2 separate regions of the Mus musculus genome follow, and region 2 is linked to region 1. Evidence: chromatin contacts called from public promoter capture Hi-C data. All regions are on one chromosome and are shown on one strand. The core of a region is the stretch at or near the end of the contact, and the rest is flanking DNA. Distances in the headings are between cores, read along the strand shown. Region 1 holds the start of Trmt44 (tRNA methyltransferase 44). Region 2 holds the start of Lyar (Ly1 antibody reactive clone).

Region 1 (4,497 bases), core at 883-3,382:
AAATACCAATGAGAATGCTAGCTTCAATCCTTAGTCCTAAGTGACATGTTCATTTTCCCAGAAGGGAGGAGCAACTACAGCATTCTTTCAATGTGTGTATGTGTATGTGTGTGTGTGTGTGTGTGCATGTGCATGTGTGTGTGTGTGTGCGTGTTGTTGTTGCAGGTATCAAACCCAAGACCTCGCTAAGGCACAAAATGGGCAGGTGTTCTACCACTGAATGACAAACCTGTACTTTATAAGAGGGACTCTAAACTATGACAGGATATTCCACCCCCTACTCTGGACCAAGATACACAAATAGCAGTATGATAATCGGATAGAGCTCATGTGAATTTGGTCTAGATAAAAAGTCCCCTAAAGGCTCCTATGTTGAAGGCTCAGTCCCCAATTCAGCTGAGTTTAAAAGTGGAACCTTGGGGAGGTGACTGGACCATGACAGGACCAACCTCATCAACAGGCTAACTCGTAGATACACTCAGCTTAAGGGACATTGGCGGTGGTGGGGACTTAGAGGGTGAGTGAGGTTTTGTTGGAGTAAGCAGGGAGTTGTGTTGGCGGTGGGCTTTTAAGGGCAGATTTTGTCCATGGTCCCTTATGCTCCTAGTTCCTCACTACAGGCCCCAAAACCAAAGAGGGAATGATCACAAACTAAAATATGATACCCGTTTAAAATTATACACATACATCTATATCTGTGTGTGTGTGTGTGTGTGTGTGTGTGTGTTTAAAAGACAGAGGACAGCTCACAGAACATGTGGGCTCTAGGGATCAAACTCAGCTTGTAAGATTTGAAACGAGCACCTTTATGCACAGTCATCTCACTGGCCCTCAAGCATCCTTAAGTTGACTCCCTTGGGTATTATGCAACAGAAAGCTGACTAACAGAGTACCCCAGCTAGTTGCTGTACACCCCTACCGGCATATGGAATATAGAGATCAAGGACTCTGGCTACATTGTGATCCCCAATCCAGTACCAGCGCCAGGAACCAGCAGAGTGGTGACTATAGTATACATCTGAGATCAGCCAACCAACACAAGACCTTGGCTCTTCTGTACCCCAGAATCTTCCAGTTGACTGCTGATAGGACATCCGGGATGGGCATCACATAGTGGTGCAACAGCAGCGTCCAGCTCTTACCATTCTCCTTCGTTGTGATGGAGATGGAGTTGATACACGTTGCTCGTTTTAACCTCCAAATTCCCCTCATTATCTTCTTCCAAGGGCAAAAAGGTGACACTCCCACTGGAGACATCTGAGGGGGAAAGACAAGGCTATCAGGTCATAACTGCTCTAAACGGATCCCTTGGAAGTAGAACTGAGCAGCGATGGACAGGAGAGTAATGCTTTCCAGTCCTTAGTGGCTGTCCAGCACTGGGGAGAGGGCTCTACACTTTGGACACACCATTATAGCTAGCACTTAGACAATACAAGGCCAGAGCTGGGTGGTGGGTGGTGTGGCGCTCCTTTAATCCCAGTACTTGGAAGGCTGAGGCGGGTGTATCTCTGTGAGTTCGAGGCCAGCCTGTTCTACATAGCGAATTCCAGGCCATATAAGGCCCTGTCTCAAAAAGCGAACGCTTTTCAGTCTGTTTGCGCTCTTCCCACTACTCTCCTACCTTGCACTACCAGTTCTTTCTTCGGCTCTGTGAGTGGGGAGTGCGGGCTCGCTTTCGGGATGACAGTCCTGAGAATCAGGTCGAGCTCCTGCGCGGCTTCAGGCTGAGGACCCAACGAGGGGCCACAGAGGAAGGCCAGCATTTCCGGATTGGCGTGGACGAGGCTTTGGGAGACTCGGTCCCATAGCGAGTTCAGGTCAGCCGCGGGAGCGGTGCCTTCGCGGCTCGCCCTAGGTCCCGACTCTGGCTCTCCTTTAGGAGAAGCCTGTCCGGGTTCCCTCTCCAGCCCGTGTCCCTGTCCCTGCCGCGGTCCACACTCCGCCTGGGCGTGGGACCGCAAAGTTCTCCCGCGGGCTTCCATGCGGGCGCCGCACAGCCTCTTGTTGGCCACCTGTGGCCTCTCCAGCCACACGGTCACGGCGGCCCAGAAGCCTGCAGGTAGCAGGGCATCAGGATCGCTTAGCCGCACTCTACCCAGCTCCTCCATGGCTGCGCGCTCGGCGCGTTGGGATGACGCGACCCGGAAGCGCATTGACTCACGGGAGTTAGAGCCTGGACCCGGAAGGCCATCCCTTTGTCCTTTTTGCTGGGCGGTAGCTTCGGAGCCGCTGGCGGAGCCTGGGACGCGGGAGGAGCAGAGTGTGGGCCGCAGTGGATACAGCCTCCTGGGGTCCTCAACGACTGAATGTACAACCCCTTCTCTGCTTGCTTTCTTGCTTGGAAATAAGAGCTCCCAAGCGGTACATCCGATTCGTGCCCCCTAAATGAAATTTTGCCCCCAGAGGTTCCACCTCTCACGACAAAGCTAATAATACTGAGAGGAGAGGAAGTTACTTGAGCAAACAAGACGTAACTGATACACTCAGCAGAAAGCCACACTTATATGAAGGATTCTACAAAGCTGGTTGGCTAACTACAACTTCATGATTGTAAAGAATTGGAATGCGGACCCAAAGCTAGCATTACCTTGGGCGATTATTTAGCTCCTTTATAGCCATGCATTGCCCACCTGTGTCTGACTCCAAATTCTTTGACTGGAATACATTAACTTGCCAGAAAGTAACCTCCTACCAACCCAAAAGATAAAGCTGGCATCAGAAAACATAAGAAACCTATAACACAGACGTTCTGAAAGTATAACAAAGTAAAAACAGAATTCTAGGCCTTTAGGCCCAGGCTTGGGAATGTGGCCTTTGTAAAGGTATGCTAATCATAAAACAGATAGCGACATTCCTCTACCCACCCGCTTCCTGGGTTCAAAGAGTGCTCATTCAAAGAAAGTCACCCTGACCATTGCCATATACAAATGTGCTTTTGTTAGGGGCTCTTAGAAACTGTTTTGAAAAATAACCCTCACAATTACCAGGTATTCCTCGTGACTCTTGTAACTTTGCACTTCCTTGTGACTCTTAACTGGTATTTTTGTTATTTTCCAACAATGCCCTTCCCACCTCCTTGAGTTGTGGTTTCTTCCTTTAAATACCCCCTTACTCAGCTACTCGGGGCGCCACGGTCCTCTACCCCTTCGTGGTGTATGACCGTGGGCCCGAGAGCGCTCTTGAATAAAAATCCTCTTGCATTTTGCAACAGGCCCGTTTCTTGTGGGTGATTTTGGGGTGTCGCCTCTCCTGAGTCAGAACGTGGGGGAGTCCTCACGTTGTGGGTCTTTCATTTCTTACTTTGTTACCTGAGGTCCGAAACAAAGTATTTGTTAAATCCTTTGGAATGTACAAACTATTAGCTTCCACCAACATGAAGGCTAAAAATGTCTCCAGCAATTTCCCCTCATTGTTCTAACCCACCTACCTGTTGGTACCCATCCTTGTATTTTAAAAATACTTACTTTATGGATTTTGTTACTATTAAAAAAACTGTCACCACGTATGAACATAGTTTTTAAACCATAGTCACTCATATTTGTCTCCAGACTAAGCTATCCCTCACTCCCTTTAAGGTCAAAGCTGTGTTTTTATATCAGCACAACAACCACATGCCTCTGCTCTAATGGTCCAAAGAGCCAAACACGCATCTTTGACCTCATCTCCCAACCTCTTGGCAACACCCATGTAGGCCAAAGTTTCACTTTGTTGCTGCTCCTGGGTTTCATTATGTCCCTTAGGGAACCAGGGGCACTTTACAGCAGCTAAACAACAACTATGGCTGCTTTGCTCAAGTAACGGGGACTGCACGGGTGGCCGAGGGAAGTTTGGAAGTAATAGAGGGGGTGGTGGGAGCTGGCGGTGAGTGGTAACAGAGAGTGACGGCAGCAGCTGCAACACCAGTGAGGACAGCAAAATGGAGCAGTAGCAAACAATAGCCGCGGCTGTGGTCATAGCAAGAGAGGCAGCCAGAGCAGAAATCATACAGTGGGGCTAAAGAGTGAGAGTAAGGAATTAAGGCTGACGGAGAGAAGGCTGTAAAGAGCTTGAAGAGTTCCACAGAGCTGTCAGGACTTGGGAGTCAAGGGGCTCAGACACACCACATGCAGGAACTGTTAACACTGGTGCAGTGTGAGGCTGTGGGGTTCTGACACTCTAACCCTATAGAAGAGCTGTAACACTTGTCACTGTAGGACTAAGGGTCCCATAACCTTAAGCTTACACAGATAATGACACTAGAGGGTGCAAATGGCTGCTGTTAATGCTGTGTGCTGCCATGAACTCAAGGGTAGCCTAAGCTAAGGGATACAAAAGCCACCACAAAGCAGACAGTTCTTGAAGAGCTTCCTCTTGCCTCTAACCAGTTAGAGCAAAGGACTTCTGCCTGCTGAATGGCAATGCTAATCTATTGGAAGGTGTTAGTGGTGCTACAGCAGGTAGAGATCAATGTTAGCTGTACATGTTTGTGGGGACTCAGGTACAGGGCTAAACAGACCC
Region 2 (4,497 bases), core at 965-3,464, 2.6 Mb after region 1:
CTACAGACATTATGTTTACCTCATTATGTTTCAATCTCCCTAGATCCTAGACACTGGGCACTATTTCTAAATTAACAGTACCCATTCTTGTGAAAGAAGCCAGATATACTTTGTAAAGAATCTCAATGTAAACATGTCTTAAAATTGTTGTGCACTTGGGATTGATGTAACTGTTATCAGAACCCCCCCACCCCCAAATTGTGCTGTGCATAAATATGAGTAAAGTAAAATGATCTGGGTCAGACGCTGGAAGTCCTGGCCTGGCCCAGCTCTGGTTACAAAACTGAGCTGATCGGATTTTATTCTTACCGCACTGTGACTGTTTCCCCCTACTTGCTGTAACTCCTGTGGGGACCCTCCCACACTAAATTATAGTTTGGATATGAAGTATTTCCAAAAAGATGATAAGAGTTCAAGACTTAGTCCTCAGTGCAGGAGGAGAGTTCAAATGCGAGGCTCACAAGGGCGTGATTTTCCTCACTAGGATGAACCACTGACAAGTTCACAGCTGACTGAACTATTAGGGGGCTCAGCCTAGCCGGCAAACGCAACCGTCTTTACATGGTAAAGACATGGCTCACATCTCCTTCGCTGATTGCTATAGCTCTGACACCTGCAAGTGTCTGGCGCCTCACAGGTGCTCAGCATGTAGTTTGAGAATAGAGCGACCCTGTGGAACTAGAGAACTGTACGGTTCCTTCTAGTTCTGTAAGCTAAAATTGAAACCAAGAATATGATAGCAGAAAGATCACTGTGAAAGACATCAAACAATGCAAATACCATGGTGAGAAAGGCAAGGAGAAGTGGGGGGTGGGGAAAAGCTTGGATGAGGTAAATGAAGGGAAGAGGAGCCCACACCAGAATTTTAACCAAAAGGCTCCCACGGCAGAGTTTGGTGGGGTAATTCTGTCAGGCAGTTAACACTGGTGGATGATTTGTGGGAGGTTTGCCCTGAAGCTGTTTATATCAAGCTTTACAGGGGTCCTTAGGCGTTGTTAACTACTGTGCCTATCTTTATGCCTTTTTCTGAATGTATGTGCAGATATATGTGCATGTTTTGTGTAGACAAGGGTGCATATGTGTGGAGGCCAGAAGCCAGCCTCAGGCATTGTTCCTCAGGAGTCGTCCACCTTGTTTTTTTTTGAGAAAGGGTCTCTTACTGAGGTGTGAGGCTCACTGATTTCAGGAATCCACCTATCGCCACCTCCCCAGTGCTGGTGTTACAAGGGCATACCACCTAATGGGCTCTTTATGCATTCCGTTGCGTTCTCCAGAACCTCAGAATTTGAATACCTGTAGCAATTACACCCTTAAGAAGGCAACTGTATTTTAAAAATTAAAAAGAGCCTCTTCGGATGGGTTCTGTGGCAGAAATGCCTGAGCTGCGATGGCACAGAGGGAAGACTGTGTGGGGATACAGCAAGAGTGACCACCAGTAAGCCAGGACAGTCCTCTAAAGCAAGCAAACCCGATGACACCACATTCATGGCCCGCCGTCCTCTAGAAGTGTGAGAAACTAAAGCTCTCTCATCTGAACCACCTCATCTGTTGTCCCTTGCTTTAGGAGCCACAGCAAACAGGAGACGTCTCTGTCACCAACAAACGCCCACGCCTGGGTTGAGGTTTCTCACAATACTGTTCATAGCCTGCTGGACGTTCATTCAGTCATTTAAGCAACAGTGCCCACTAACGTATACCAGATGCTGTCTTTCCCACAGAGGCGCGCCCAGCACCTGCCGTGGTCCCGAGGAGTAGGCGCTGCAGTAATAGCATCCTACAGATGGAACACCATGGCACCTAGGATCACGCGGTGAGTGAGGCAGGGGGCGGCTTAGGGGCCCGGGGAAATAAGCGCCTCTCCTATCTCGGGGCGACGCAGACACCAAGAGCGGCGCAGACCGCAGCAAGGGTGACTGCAGGAAGGAGGAGGCCCGGCTCCGGTGCCCGGAGCTTAGCTTTGTGCTCCGCCGAGCCCCATCACACAGCGCTGCGAGTAAGCCGCGCGCACCCTACCCGCGCCAACCCACGGGAGTCGAGTGTCCCGGGCCGCCTTACCCGCGGAGGCCGCTCTCGCCCGGCCGCCTCCCTGACACCCTTTCTCGTCGCACTCTCGGTGTCAACTGCAGGACTCCAACCGCCTCGGAACCATTCCGACAACGCCCCCTCGGCAGCTCATCGGCAACTTCCGCCGCCGTCACTTCCGTCTGGGAGGGGCGTGGCCTCTGCGCGCACGCGCGTTGGCGCGCGCCGCCGGGATTGAGTTCTGCGCGGGGTGGCTGGGCGAGCCGGTGGCGGTGCTACGCTGGGTGGCTGCCGCTCCACGTGCTCCCGGCGGCCGGTTGAGACCGTTGGCGGGGTCGGCTGACAGGTGAGAACTGCTTGGAGCCCCGGGACATGGAGGAAGGGCGATGGTGGCATGGCTGCCTTCCTTGAGGACTCGCTCGCGGGCAAAACCTAGCCTTTTGAGTTCCTGGAGATATTGCATCCCGGTTTTTAGTCCGGCACTCGGGGCCGGCCAGATGGTACGGTTAGTCCTCAGCGCACAGGGCTTATAGACCTGCTGGCTGATGGGGAGAGGGCTTTTCTCTGAGGCTCGAGAACTAGGTCCGGAGGAAGGACCTTATGGCTCCTGGAGCTCAGAGGACCAAAGACCTAAGTGCCCGCGAACCCCCAAATATCGATCTAGATACAAGCTACTTAACCTAGTGGTGCCCAGCTCCACGTCTGTCCAAAAGGGATACCAGAGAATCTAATTTAGGGTGTGTGTGAAGTTTACAGGGGTAAAAGGCTTGGCGTATAGTGGTTGCTCAGCATGTGTCAGGATTTTTCCTGCAGCAGCTACCTCCTAGGAGATAGAGGTAAGAGAGATGATAGGGGTCTATGTGCCCGAAAGCCTAGCTTCTGCCCAGCGAAGCCCAGGGATATGAAGCCTGCTCAAATTGTGTCAAGAGTTTAGTGTCTACCGTAGTGCCTAACACCTGCAAGTTATTCATATGAAGCTGTGGTGAGGAGACTTGAACTGCCTCTACCGAAGCAGGGGCATGGCTTGGATTCTTTGAGCTTCAGTGGAAACATGTGGCCCACTCATAGTCTTCCCCTGGGGTCCCAAGAGGGTGGAGATATGTGCTGTTTTTTTATCTTTTAGTGTACCTGTGATTTCTAGGAATTCTGGAAGGAGCTTGTGCCTAGTTATAGTGGGCCGACTCCCTATTTCAGAGATGGGGAGAAATTGAAGTTTAAAGGGAGCAGTTGCCTGCCTGGCCTTTAAGATGGCCTGGTTTTAGGGCAAATATTGTCTCTGTGTGTACATGAGTTAAACAAGTGATAGTCCAGTCTGTAAAGTGCTTGACACACAAGCATGAGGACATGAATTTCCATGCCCAGAACCCAGGTTAAAAAGCAAGATGTGGTGACAGAACCCTGTGGCTCTCTATCCAGCTCGCTTAATAAACTCCCAGTGAGAGAGAGAGAGAGAGAGAGAGAGAGAGAGAGAGACAAGGTAGGGGGCTGGAGGCATGGCTCAGGGATTAAGAGTATTTGCTGTTCTTCCAGGGGACCTGAGTTCAGTTCTCAGCACCCAGAATCTAAGAGATCTATATTAGTCGGGGTTCTCTAGAATCACAGAACTTGTGGGATATCTACATATTAGGGGAATTTATTGTAATGACTTTTATAGTCTATAATCCAACTAACCTAACAATGTTAGCTATGAATGGGAAGCCCAAGAATCTAGAAGTTTCTCGGTCCCACAAGGCTGGGTGTTTTAGGTGGTCTTCTGTATATGCTGGAATCCTGAAGAAGTAGGTTCCAAGAGATGTGCTGGCAAGTAAGTGCAAGCAGGAGAAGAAGAGTGAGTCTTCCTTCTTCCAGTGTCCTTATGTGGGCCTCCAGCAGACGGAGTGCCCCAGATTAAAGGTGTGTACCACCGTGCCTGGATTTGGAACTTGCTCTGTCTGTCCCAGACTGGCCTTGAACTCAGAGATCTGCTTGCCTCAGTCTTCCTGGGTTTAAAGGTGTGCTACCTTGCCTGGGCCACTGTGCCTCAAGATGTCCATGTCAAAATCCAGGTCAGAAGCCTGTTTCTTCTGGATCATAGGTGTGCCCTCCATTTCTGTATTGTAGTTCATTCCAGATGTAGTCAAGTTGACAACCAGGACTAATCATCACAAGATCTGACGCTGCCTTCTGACCTCTAGGAGTATGGGCACACACTTAGAGGCTCAACGCTTATAATAAAATAAGTCTTTAGAAAAGGGAAGGTGGGCAACTCCTGAATTAGACCTCTGGCCTCCCCAAGTTGCTCTTGGTTTTAGTGTTTAATGGGAACCTAACAGGGCATTGCTGTCTTCGCTTAGCCCAGGATTCTGTCTCGTAGTCTGTGGCCTTTACACTTCTGATGCTCATAAGCCTGGCCTGAGACTTGAACCTCGCTGCATGGCCAGTTGTGCTGGCTTTCTGGTTCTGAGCCTTGCTGTCCTTTGTAGTATGTACTGCATA

What was found. Promoter capture Hi-C pulls out the DNA fragments that hold promoters and counts their contacts.
Region 2: a promoter capture Hi-C map of pre-B cells shows a contact between it and region 1, with 4 times the contacts expected there. The contact joins the promoter of Lyar here to the promoter of Trmt44 in region 1. A contact is called at or near these places in 3 of 39 promoter capture datasets (liver, neutrophils and pre-B cells) and 1 of 9 other capture datasets (liver).

The regions. Positions count from the first base shown.
Region 1 is chr5:35,572,938-35,577,434 of GRCm38.p6, forward strand. Trmt44 (tRNA methyltransferase 44) reads right to left here and starts at 2,133. Exons shown (of 11, transcript NM_030208.3): 1 at 1,622-2,133; 2 at 1,143-1,257. The coding sequence starts at 2,108.
Region 2 is chr5:38,218,268-38,222,764 of GRCm38.p6, forward strand. It overlaps Lyar (Ly1 antibody reactive clone), which reads left to right and starts at 2,215. Exons shown (of 9, transcript NM_025281.3): 1 at 2,215-2,368. Zbtb49 (zinc finger and BTB domain containing 49) reads right to left here and starts at 2,187. Exons shown (of 8, transcript NM_029162.3): 1 at 2,056-2,187.